Linked DNA regions of Sus scrofa: all the other regions are linked to region 2. A link is a contact called in public promoter capture Hi-C data. All regions are on one chromosome and are shown on one strand. Each heading gives the region's core, a stretch centred on a gene start, on an enhancer-like site or on the middle of the called end of the contact. The rest is flanking DNA. Distances are from core to core; before and after follow the strand shown.

What was found. Promoter capture Hi-C pulls out the DNA fragments that hold promoters and counts their contacts.
Region 1: a contact with region 2 is called in a promoter capture Hi-C map of liver, with 6 times the contacts expected there. The contact joins the promoter of RBM12B here to the promoter of KIAA1429 in region 2. A contact is called at or near these places in 2 of 5 promoter capture datasets (fetal liver and liver) and 2 of 2 datasets of contacts at active chromatin or transcription factors (alveolar macrophages and skeletal muscle).
Region 3: a contact with region 2 is called in a promoter capture Hi-C map of liver, with 3 times the contacts expected there. The contact joins the promoter of PDP1 here to the promoter of KIAA1429 in region 2. A contact is called at or near these places in 2 of 5 promoter capture datasets (fetal liver and liver) and 1 of 47 Hi-C or Micro-C datasets (alveolar macrophages).

What each region holds. Positions count from the first base shown.
Region 1 is chr4:42,944,965-42,948,575 of Sscrofa11.1, forward strand. RBM12B (RNA-binding protein 12B) reads left to right here and starts at 1,984. Exons shown (of 4, transcript XR_001308131.2): 1 at 1,984-2,357.
Region 2 is chr4:42,160,903-42,164,487 of Sscrofa11.1, forward strand. It overlaps KIAA1429 (protein virilizer homolog), which reads left to right and starts at 1,522. Exons shown (of 24, transcript XM_021089096.1): 1 at 1,522-1,802. The coding sequence starts at 1,740.
Region 3 is chr4:42,776,254-42,779,801 of Sscrofa11.1, forward strand. It overlaps PDP1 (pyruvate dehyrogenase phosphatase catalytic subunit 1), which reads right to left and starts at 1,683. Exons shown (of 3, transcript XM_005662967.3): 1 at 1,470-1,683; 2 at 715-749. The coding sequence starts at 745.

The DNA of each region.
Region 1 (3,611 bases), core at 734-3,233, 780 kb after region 2:
GCAACCTTGGGTAAGCTAAGTAATCTTTTATGCCTAAGTTTCTCTTATTTGAGAAATAGGAAAAATAACAGTACCTACTTCCAAAAGTAGATGTAAGAATAAAAATGAGATAGTGCAAATTAACTGGCACATAATAAACCCTCAATAAATGTTATCTGTTAAGTTCAGTTTCTTGAGCTTGCTAGGCTAGGACCAAACCTTAAAAGTTTGGGAAATAAGATAAATGCTACTAGAAGTTCCATCATGGTGCAGTGGGTTAAGGACCTGGTGTTGCTGCAGCTGTGGTGCAAGCTGCAAGTGCAGTGTGGGTTCCATCCCTGGCCTGGGAACCTGCACCACATGCTGTGGGTGAGGCAAAAAGAAAAAAAAAAGATAAATGGTACCTAGTCATTGAGCCCAGCTCCCTGAGGCGATATTTACTGCTCCTCTGTGGGAGCACCTTGACATTTGAAACACGAACACTTACGTTGCCTCAGATATTTACATATATTTACTCATTGAATGTTTCCAGCAACCCTAAGAAGGTATTAACATTAATCTCATTTTACAGATGAGGAAACTGAGGCATAGAGGCGAAGTAATTTGTCCAAGTGAGTAAATGGTGGCTCTTGCTCAGGGAACCACCTTTTTAATTCATTTGTTAAACTACCTCTTCTTTGTTATAGAGAATGGGTATTTTGCTCATGGAGTTCCGGTCATGGCTCAGTGGTTCACCAACAGGACTAGTATCTATGAGGATGCAGGTTCAATCTCTGGCCTTGCTCAGTGCATTTGGGGATCTGGCATTGCCATGGGTTGTGGTGTAGGCTGGCAGCTGCAGCTCCTATTTAGTTCCTGGCCTGGGAACCTCTATAGGCCTCCAGCGCTGCCCTAAACAAACAAACAAACAAACAAAAAGACAAAAAAAAAATTTGGAGTTCCCTTTGTGGCTCAGCAGTTAACGAATCTGACTAGGATCCATAAGGATGAGGGTTCGATCCCTGGCCTTGCTCAGTGGGTTAAGGGTCTGGCATTGCTGTGAGCCGTGGTGTAGCTCGAAGACCTTGCTAGGATCCCGTGTTGCTGTGGCTGTGGCAAAGGCCTGCAGCTGTAGCTCCAATTTTCCACCCCTAGCCTGGGAACTTCCAAATGCCACAGGCGCGGCCCTAAAAAAAAAAACCAACCAAAAAAGCCCCTCATTTTTCTCTCTTATCTGTAATACTGCTATAAAGTAAGTTTCTACTTTCTTAGTGAGTTTTGATTCCACCCATAAGCGCATCATGAATTATAACATGTGATGCGTTGCTTTGCAAATAATAAAATAAAACATAGGGTTGTTCACCAGCTCTTACATAGTAGGCACCACAGCACATGCCTGTAATTGTGCTTTTCACGTCCCAGTTTTCAAAATTGGCCCAAGTGTTCTCACGTTTCAAAGGACCAGAAGGTAGGAACAACAACTGTATAAAGCACTTCTTCATAAATGTCTATAAAACGGAAGAAGCATGCACGTATTAAGTCCCTGGGCGTTAGCACTGTACCTGGAACATCTAAGGCAGTAGCACTAACATTTCTTTGGCCTTTTAAAAGTGTTTACAAAGAGCCTTTCGGAAGATGCTTAGAACATATAACTGCAGCGCTGAAAGACGACGAAGAAATCGCAAGGTTTTCTCTGCTTTTGTATCTCTTCTTAACTCCTGCGAGTCACAAACCTTTGCCTAGTCTATCTTGCCTGTTGCCTACTGAAGCTTCTCATTACAGCAACCGGTAGTCCCTGAACTTTGCCTTAGAACGTCTCCTGAGTACAGGTTCCAAGGTTGGCTGGAATCTGAGCATGCGCAGGAGCTCAAAAACCCCAGCAGGGGCGAGAGCGCTCGCGGGAGCCACCTCCCTTTCCCTGGCAACAGGAAGCGAGCGAGCGTCAGAGCGCGTGCGCAAACGTGGCCGGGGCGCCGGGGTGGTGGGTTACGCCTGGAGAGCGCATGGGCAGACAAACTGTACGTCCGTTTGTCCGGAGCGGAGGGGAGAGTGGGCGCCATCTTCTTCTAGGCTCACTGAGGGCTCTACCTGTTTTGGGGAGGCAGCTTCGACGAGGAGTGCTCCCCGTCCCCAGCCTTGTGGTTCTGATTCGGCAGCAGCGGTGTGTGTTTACTGCCAAGTGCGAAGCAGTTACCCTTGGGGCGTCGGGGGCGGGGAGGGGTTGGCGGCAGGGACGGAAGCACAGGGAAAGGCGGGGCGGCGCCAGGAACTAGCGTAGCTTCTGCCGTTAGGGCACCCTCTTTCCTTGCTAAACACCGACTCCCCCGACAGCCTCCATGTGGTGTTGTGTTTGCACTTACCAGTCGGCACGAGAGTGAAGATCTCGAAGGATTTCATAGGTATTTTTTTCTTTGCTATGTCATCGTAGTCAGTGGTGGCAGAAAAGCGCTGAAGGCCCAGCTCATTAGGCTTGAGAGGGGCCAGAGTGTTTGAGTTAGGTGTGGGAGCAGTTCACCCTCTGGAGAGTTAGGGTGGAATGTTTGCCCTTGGGACGGTGTAACGGAAAGGCACGGAGGTTGGGCGGTCCAGGTTAATTTGAAGGCTGATTTTGGCTGAAGGTCTGGCGACAGCATCGGATCCCACGTAGAAACTTTGGCTTGGCGCGAAAGAAGGAAGCTCTGACCCCTGGGAGTATGGACAAAGGCTTTGGGCTATAGAAGCAATGCCTTCGGAGGACCCCCCCCCCCTTGAGGATGATGGATGTTATGGGAAAACCTGTGCCGTGTGGATTCGTCTTCACTTACGGTTCCTACTGGGGACTTTGGCTCTGTGTCGTCATGCCTTTGATTTTTATTTTAACCATCTGCATTATAAAAGGATAAAAAAGGCATATCGTCATAAAGAATCTTTGTGGACCGCGGTAGATTTTATTCTGCAGGGGAAACTCATGCATTTAGAATTGGAATGTGCTTCATCGTAACTTTTTTTAAGAAATAGTGGCAGTTTTCTCTCCTTCACCGTGTCTGGAAAATGACTTGCTGTTCTCTAGTTAAAATAAATGGATCTGAGATAATATCTATTTAAATTTAGCATTCCTCCCTTTGCCCTCAGGCTTAATTAGATGCACGTTTCCTGTTGTTTGTGATAATCGTGATCGAGTGGGATGAATGGTGGGATGAAATCAGCAAAATAATTTAAAATGAGCTTGGTAATTTCAGCGACTTGCCCTTAATTGAGCTTTTAAGGACCCACTTTTTTCATAGGTTGAAAGTTCTTACGGATCAGTCTTTAACACAGTCACGAAAATACTTTTATTGCATTTATAAGTAGAAAAATGTAGGTGCAGAGTACTGTAGAGTATTGTTGTGTTTTGCTTTTTTGTGTGTGTAATGCTCCAAAAATAGAATTTTTCGGGTTGCTTAAGGAAATATCTATGGGAACCACAGGAAAGGTGCTCATTTTGAGAGCTGGTCTCTTATAGGTAGTCTCCTAGGTGTTTTTTTTTTGTTTTTGTTTTGTAGAGGGATAAATGGTACATTACTATTTCAAGGGCAAAAAAGTTTAAGCAATAATTATATTTAACTGTGGAAAATTAGAAGACAGTTTTTATATAGTCGAATTGGAATTTATTAATTTGTACTCATGGAACTACT
Region 2 (3,585 bases), core at 272-2,771:
AAAATAACTATAGTAATAAACAAGAATATAAGTAACTTGGGCATTACCATAGAACTTAGAAAAAGAATAGCATATGAGCCTAGAGAACAGAAAGAAGGAATTAGCAAATTCAAAAGCAGAAACTGAAGAATCAGAAGACAGAAAAATGATAGCAATAATAAATATGCATGCAAGAATCATTCTTTGAAAAAAAATCAAATAGTAAAGCGATAACCTGTTAACTAATAGAGGAAACTGGATAACTGGATGGCTGAGGAAGGGGATGGACTGGAGATTTACTTTAAAAAATAAAAATTAATTCATTATTAAATGTTTTGGACATATCAAAAGGTACAAATAAAAATGTACAGCACACCTGTTTAACGACTACCAACCTAAAAAATAAAATGTTATCGGAGTTCCCGCTGTGGCACATTAGGATCAGTGGCCTCTTGGGAGCGCTGGGATACAGGTCCAATCCCAAGGCTCCAGCACTGCTGCAGCTGCAGCTAGGTCGACACTGCTGCTGGGATCTGATCCTTGGCCAGGGAAATCCATATGCTTTGAGGCCTCCAAAAGAGAAAAACAAAATAAAAAACCATTAACAAAGCATTTGAAGTCTATGTCCACTTCTCAATCACATCTCCCTCTGGTTCACTCTCTTGAAATTTTAGTATATACAGTTCTAATGCATTTCTTTTAAATTTTGCTAACATATTTTTATGTTAATTTATTTTATATGTTTTTGAACTATTTAAATGCTCTTTTATACTACACACTCTACAATACGTGCAAAATAGGTGTTTGCTTTATCATTTTTTAGGTTCTCCGTGTTAGTAGATATAGCACTAGTTCATTCTACCTACCATATACTGTTATATGGCGTAAACACCAGAGTTTACAGTTTACTAATGACGATTAAGTTTACAGCTTTTTAAAACTATGAAGAGTTGCCATGAATATTCTTGTATCTGTAGGTGTTTCTTTGGGCACATGCGCAAGAATTTTCCTAGAAGTGAAGTAGGCAGACGTAATTTTACTAGCTAATTCCTAATCGAGCTTCTAAACACTCGTGCTAATTTAGAACTACCGAACGGTTCCACTACGAAATAGTTCCAACCGCTCCCATGTTCATCAATAGGGAGACAGGAAGTCTTACTTCACGTTTTATAATTTTTTAAATCCTATTTAAATAAATCCTTACCCAGTCTGTGGGTTGGGTATTATTACTATTGACAATTCACATTTTGCAGATAAGACCAAAAAAAACCTTTTCATTTTGAAAGTTTCTTTTCTTTAAAAAAAAAAAAAAAAGAAAGGTCTTACTTTTCAACCTCGCTCAATGCACCTTTTTGCAGTTTGGAAAGGCTACTTGTTAGCGGGTTCACAGGGCGGGGTATCCAGAATTGGCAGCGCGGCTGACTCCGCCTCCGCCTCTCCAGAGCGTGCTTTGCACCCGGCCACCCCAGACCGTCGTGGCTGTAAAACGCAGTAGAGCGAGGGAGGTTTGACCCATTGGAGACGCCGTCGTCCCTTCCCTTTTCCCTCCGCCCCCTCGGCTCTCTGAGGGTGTCTCCGCCGCGCTGAAGAAGGCTGGGCCGGAGACTTCCGACAGCGCGACGCGTCAGGATAGGCCCAGGCTTGCGGCGCCAGCGCTCTGGTCACGGGAAGTCCCGCCGTCTCTCCGCGTCCCGAGCCGCTGTCGCCGAGCTGGGAGGGCTGCCCCGGAAGTCCTCCCCCTTCCCCCGCCCGCGGCAAACATGGCGGTGGACTCGGCGATGGAGCTGCTATTTTTAGACACTTTTAAACACCCCAGCGCTGAGGTAAGGCTTCGTGACGTGATTCCGACCCTGCTTTTCGACTTGAGGACCCTTACAAAAAATCGTTAGGTGTGCTTCGACTTTTCCTCGTGCCGATTGTCGCTTTAATTCCTTACATACACCCCCCCGCCCCCACCAACTTGGGTGTGGGCGCCGCGTCTGAGGGAGCTCCTGCATTTCTTTGCGTTACCTTATGCCCGCGTTGTCTTTGGTGGGTTTGGGTACTGTGTTCTCTTTGCTCCCCCACGCCCCGGGTCTGCTTTTGACCTGGAAAGCGGTTCTCATGTTTCCCTCAGGTGGTGTTCTAGAAGGAGTCTTGGACAGCCTGTGTTTGACAGTAGTGGTGGTGACTGAGTGGATCACGTTGGTTACGTGATTTCTAAATCCCGTCTCCTAGGTCTCTTTTCTAACGGGAGTTAGGCTACCCAGATGTGACACCCATTGGGTTTAGGATTGTGGCGGTTTCCAATTTGCCCTGAAACTTGAATAGTACTTCTCCCTTGCAAAGACTTCGCTCACTGGAACGAGAAATAGGTATATGGTACGTCCTTTGAGTGGAGAATGCTTGTGAAGTGGAGAGATTGTGGTTTGAGGGGAGAGAGTGGGCTGTTGTAATTCTGTTCTGTGTTAATTTGAGCGCCCCTGAAGGGCTCTGCGATATGTAAATTAATAGTTGACGAAAGCTTCCCTAAAACGAACAGTAATGAAGTCCCTAGAGAAATTTAAAGAAACCCCAGAGCTCCTTTTTCTCTTTCAGTGTTATCTTAGCGAAAACTTTCCCTTTGAAAAAATTGAGGTATAGTTGATTTATATTATATTAGTTTCAGGTGTATAATATAGCGATTGACAACTTTCATAGATTATACTCGCTTTAAAGCTATTATAAATAATGGGTATATTTTTTGTGCTGTACAATATATACTTGTAGCTTGTTTTATACATACAGTAGTTTGTACCCCAAGAGAGAACTTCTTTCAGAGATAGTGGTGGTAGTGGGTAGTGGTTGTACTTTGGTGCATGGTAGAATAAAAAGTTTAACAATCTTCTTTTTTTTTTTTTTTTTTTTTGTCTTTTTGCCATTTCTTTGGTCGCTCCCTCGGCATATTGAGGTTCCCAGGCTAGGGGTCCAATCGGAGCTGTAGCCACCGGCCTACGCCAGAGCCATAGCAACATGGGATCCGAGCTGCCTCTGCAACCTACACCACAGCTCAAGGCAAAGCGGGATCCTTAACCCACTGAGCAAGGCTAGGGATCGAACCTGCAACCTCATGGTTCCTAGTCGGATTTCTTAACCACTGCGCCACGACGGGAACTCCAAAAGTTTAACACTCTTGATCTTCTAATTATTTTAACGAGTGGTTTATAGGTCCATAAGGATCAGATGTTTGGAAACTTTAGGATATACTAAATGATTGATTTGTAATTTCTCATTCCATGTGGGTCAGTTAGCTGTTTGATCGATGACAATGCTTCTCTTGACTGTAATGCCAGCTAGGCTTTAGAAAACTCACAGTGGAGGCAGTAGTTGGCTAAGAACAAACCTATCATGAGTACAGAAATAAGAGAACAGTTAAAGATGAAAGAAAACCACATGATGAATTAAGTTAGCATTCTAGTTTAGAAAAGTTAGCATTCATACACTTACTGTATATTTAGAAATCTAGTATTTCTTCATTCATTCTTAAGCAAACATTGAGCACCATGGAGAGACTAGGACTTGTAGTAAGTAGCTTCTCCTGGCAATGATTGAGGAAGGCTTGGTAGAGATCACATTTGCACCGACTCT
Region 3 (3,548 bases), core at 433-2,932, 620 kb after region 2:
TGCGGTAAACTGAAGCCGTGTCAAATTTTCAAGTTGTTTCTGACCACAATTTCACTGAAAAGTTCCTATCCCATGATCCAGACTTAGCCACCTTAAATGCTATATGGTATAGCATAGGAAGATTTTGCCAATTTTGCCAATGACTAATAAGGAAATATAAGCTTCGAACAAACCCAGCAAGAGACCCATCCATTCTTATTGATGCATTCAGCAGAGCTTGTGCCAAGAAATGATTCCACTTCATCAATAAACTCCCAGAAGAAATTAGAGAATTCAATGCACCGACTCCAGGCATCTTTAGCTTTGCAAAGCTTTTGGTGTAAATGGGGAAAAAAAAGCTATACTAATCATTAAATGTGTCAGAACCCCAGTTTATGTAATCTGATTGCATTAAACACCCTGCATTAAGACTCTATGATTTTTCAGCATTTTGGGGCAATGTCTAGCTATTTCACAGCTGCCGTTATCTCTACATGGATGCTTTCGTAAGACACGAAGCCCCAAGCCAGCACTTGTTTGATTAGTTTCCTTTGTCCCTACCTGAAAATTGCACTCGCTAAGGCATCAAAGCTATCCTGGTCCAGGATGTCTTTTCCCCCTTTCCTATCTACCTTACCTCTTAATTCCACGCTGACCCACCTAAAACCATCCACGCACAAAATCAGTCATCATCCTTCCTGGGTACCCAACGCAGGTAGTTAAGTGAATACCTACCAATTCGTCTGGGCCCGGGACACACACACATTCTCCTGTCATCACAACACGGAGCCGACAACATCCACAACCCGCGCGGGCAGCAGCAGCGACAGCAGCACCGGCCCATTGAAAGCAAGGCAGAGATGCTCATTAGAATAGGCGGCGGCAGGGAAGGCGGGAGCGGAGGAGGGGCGAGGTTTCGCTCCAGCCCGGTGAATGGGGCTAGGAGGGGGGAAGAGGATGAAGGAGGAAGAAAGGGGTGGGGAGAAGAAGGAAACCAAACCAACAAACCCACCCCGAGGGAGAGGCAGAGCTACAGCCGGAGGCGGCGGGGGCCGAGACGCCGGCGGAGGCGCGCCCCAGGACCGGCCCGTCCATCCAGCTCGAGTGCAGAGCCCACAGGCGCGCGGCATCCTCCGCTCGCCCACGCCGCGCCGGCTTCAGTTCTAAAAACCGGGAGTCGGCCCGCGGCGGCTGCCTGTGGGGACACTCCCGCAGAGACGCCGCGCCACCTGCGCCGCACCTCCCCGCAGCCCACCCTCCCACGGGTCCCCACGGCTCCCGAGGCGCTGACAGTGGGTACGGCGGGCCCGCCTCCCACCCCGACCCCGGGGCGGCCCCGACGCCCTCGCGCGCACCTGGGGCTTCGGGGCTCGTCCCTCCTCACGCCCGCAGCCGCCGCTCCCCACGCGCATCGGCCGCCCCCTCACAACTTTGGGCGGGCAGAGGATTCCGGACTGGACGGCTCAGGGCCGGGAGTAGGGAATACCAACCGGGCACAGCAGGGGAGGAGTCGCTTCTTCCCGACAAGGAGGCGGCCGCAGCGGCGGCACCTCCCGCCGTTCCTTCCACGCAAGCCGGCGCAACTCCCGGGAGCACGGCCCCTCGACCCAGAGCGGCCCACTCCGCACCCCTGCCCCGCCGGGCCACCACCCTGCCCCGCCCGCACGTTCGGGCTGGAGCGCCTCCTGGCTTCCGATTGGCTGCGCAGTGGCGAGTGGGCGGGGAGGAGGAGAGGGGGCCGCTGCCGAGGGCGTGGGGGCGGAAGAGCTGCACGCTCCCCTCCAGCTTTGTGACGTCATGGGGGTCAGACAAACCCTTCCATTCCGCGCGAGCTGCCCATTGGTTCTGCGGGCGCGCCTCACGTGACTGCGCCCGCGGGCAGCCTGGTGAAGGGTGGGGCTGCGCGGCGGCTGCAGGGTTGGCTGCAGAGCCCGTAGGGAGGAAGCGCGTGGGCTGGCCCTTGCATCCTCACGGGAGCGGGGCCCTGGCTACTGGGCTGTAGCTCGCCGGGCCCGCTTCCGCGAATCCTTGGCACCTCGGCGGGGACTGGCCGAGCCTTACCCGCGCTTTGCGTGTGGGCAGAGGCTTCGTAGGATTAGACTGCGGGGGCGGCTCCCTGCCCAAAGGGAAACTTAATTCGCTATCGTCGTCTCAGCCTGGAGTAATAAAACATGATAACCTGAGAACAACTGTAGCCTTATTCTTTTGGTACTTTGCAGATTTTAGGAGCGTTAACTTGGGTAAAGTTCTGTCATTTCCTGGACACTCTCAAAGTCTAGGCAGAGGAAGCCGGTCTAAACTGCAGGAGGAAGTTGTGATGAAGGAATTATTTCCTCTGTAGAGTAGGTGTGTGCTCACGTTTTCTGCAGGGCTTTGAACTTGGTGTCCACTCCTTTGCCTTGAAGAGTTATGAGAAGGGTAGAATGCAGACTGCAAAAGTAGGAAGAGTCCTGGACTTGGTGTCAGAACCGTCATCCAAGTCATTTTTGCTTCATGAGACTCAGTTTCCACTTCTGTGTGATGGGGTTAGATTTCAGGTGGCATTGGCAGTCTGTGGTTAAAGGGAAGACATATCAAGGGCTACTTGACTTGCTTCCGTTTACACGTAATCCCTTCTTTATGGGAACTGCTTCACTGAGAGTGGCTTCTAAAAGCGTCTTGGGAGATGATATCAGGCAGATCCTTGCACTTAACCGGCCTCCTGTTAAACAGTTTGATTTATTAAGCATATCTGCTTAAGCCAATAAAGTCACAAAGTGGTGTGTGCTGGATATTAAAAACTGTCGTGCTAACAGTATTGTGGAGTTTTATTTTTATGAATTTGCATTATCTTATTTTTTATGTCATAAAGGAAAAATTTCTATAAAATTTTGTGTCTATACACAAAACAGTGCTAGGAGTTGATTTTTTTATAACTTTCCTGCTGCCTCCTCTATTTTCTAAATAGATTAACCTTTTCGCCCAGTCCCAGGCTGCCTGTGGAATTCTTGTGGCTATTTTATGTGGCCTTCAATCCATTTTACGTGTGTCCATCTGCCTCACTTCACTCCTTTCTTCTTCTCAAATGAGCTTCCCATAAACTTGTAAGTATTCTTCATTGTCCATTTTTCTGTTGAGTGATTTATGTATGTGGTTTTCTCTTGTCTCATAGAAAAACTAAGAGCAAAGTATATCAAAGTAAGGCCCAGCTGGAGCTAGGCTGCGTGGGTTCCAGTCCAAGCGCAGCCGCTTACTGTATGGTCTTGGGCAATCTCTTCATGGCTCAGTTCTTTCATGTGTGAGATAGGAATAGAAACAGTAATATTTAAAAATTTTTTAACATCACAGGGGTTTTATTAAGTGAGTTGATATAAATATAGATAATGCTAAGAAAGTACAAGCAGGTACTAAGGGATATATGTAAGTATTAGCTATTATTAACACTTATATGTCCAAGTGCTTGTTTTATTTAAGGACTACTGGGGGGCGGGGGGAGTTCTGGCTGTAGTGCAGTGGTTAATGATCCTGCTTGTCGCTGTAGAAGCACCAGTGCAATCCCTGCCTGGCACAGTGGGTTAAGGATCCGGGCA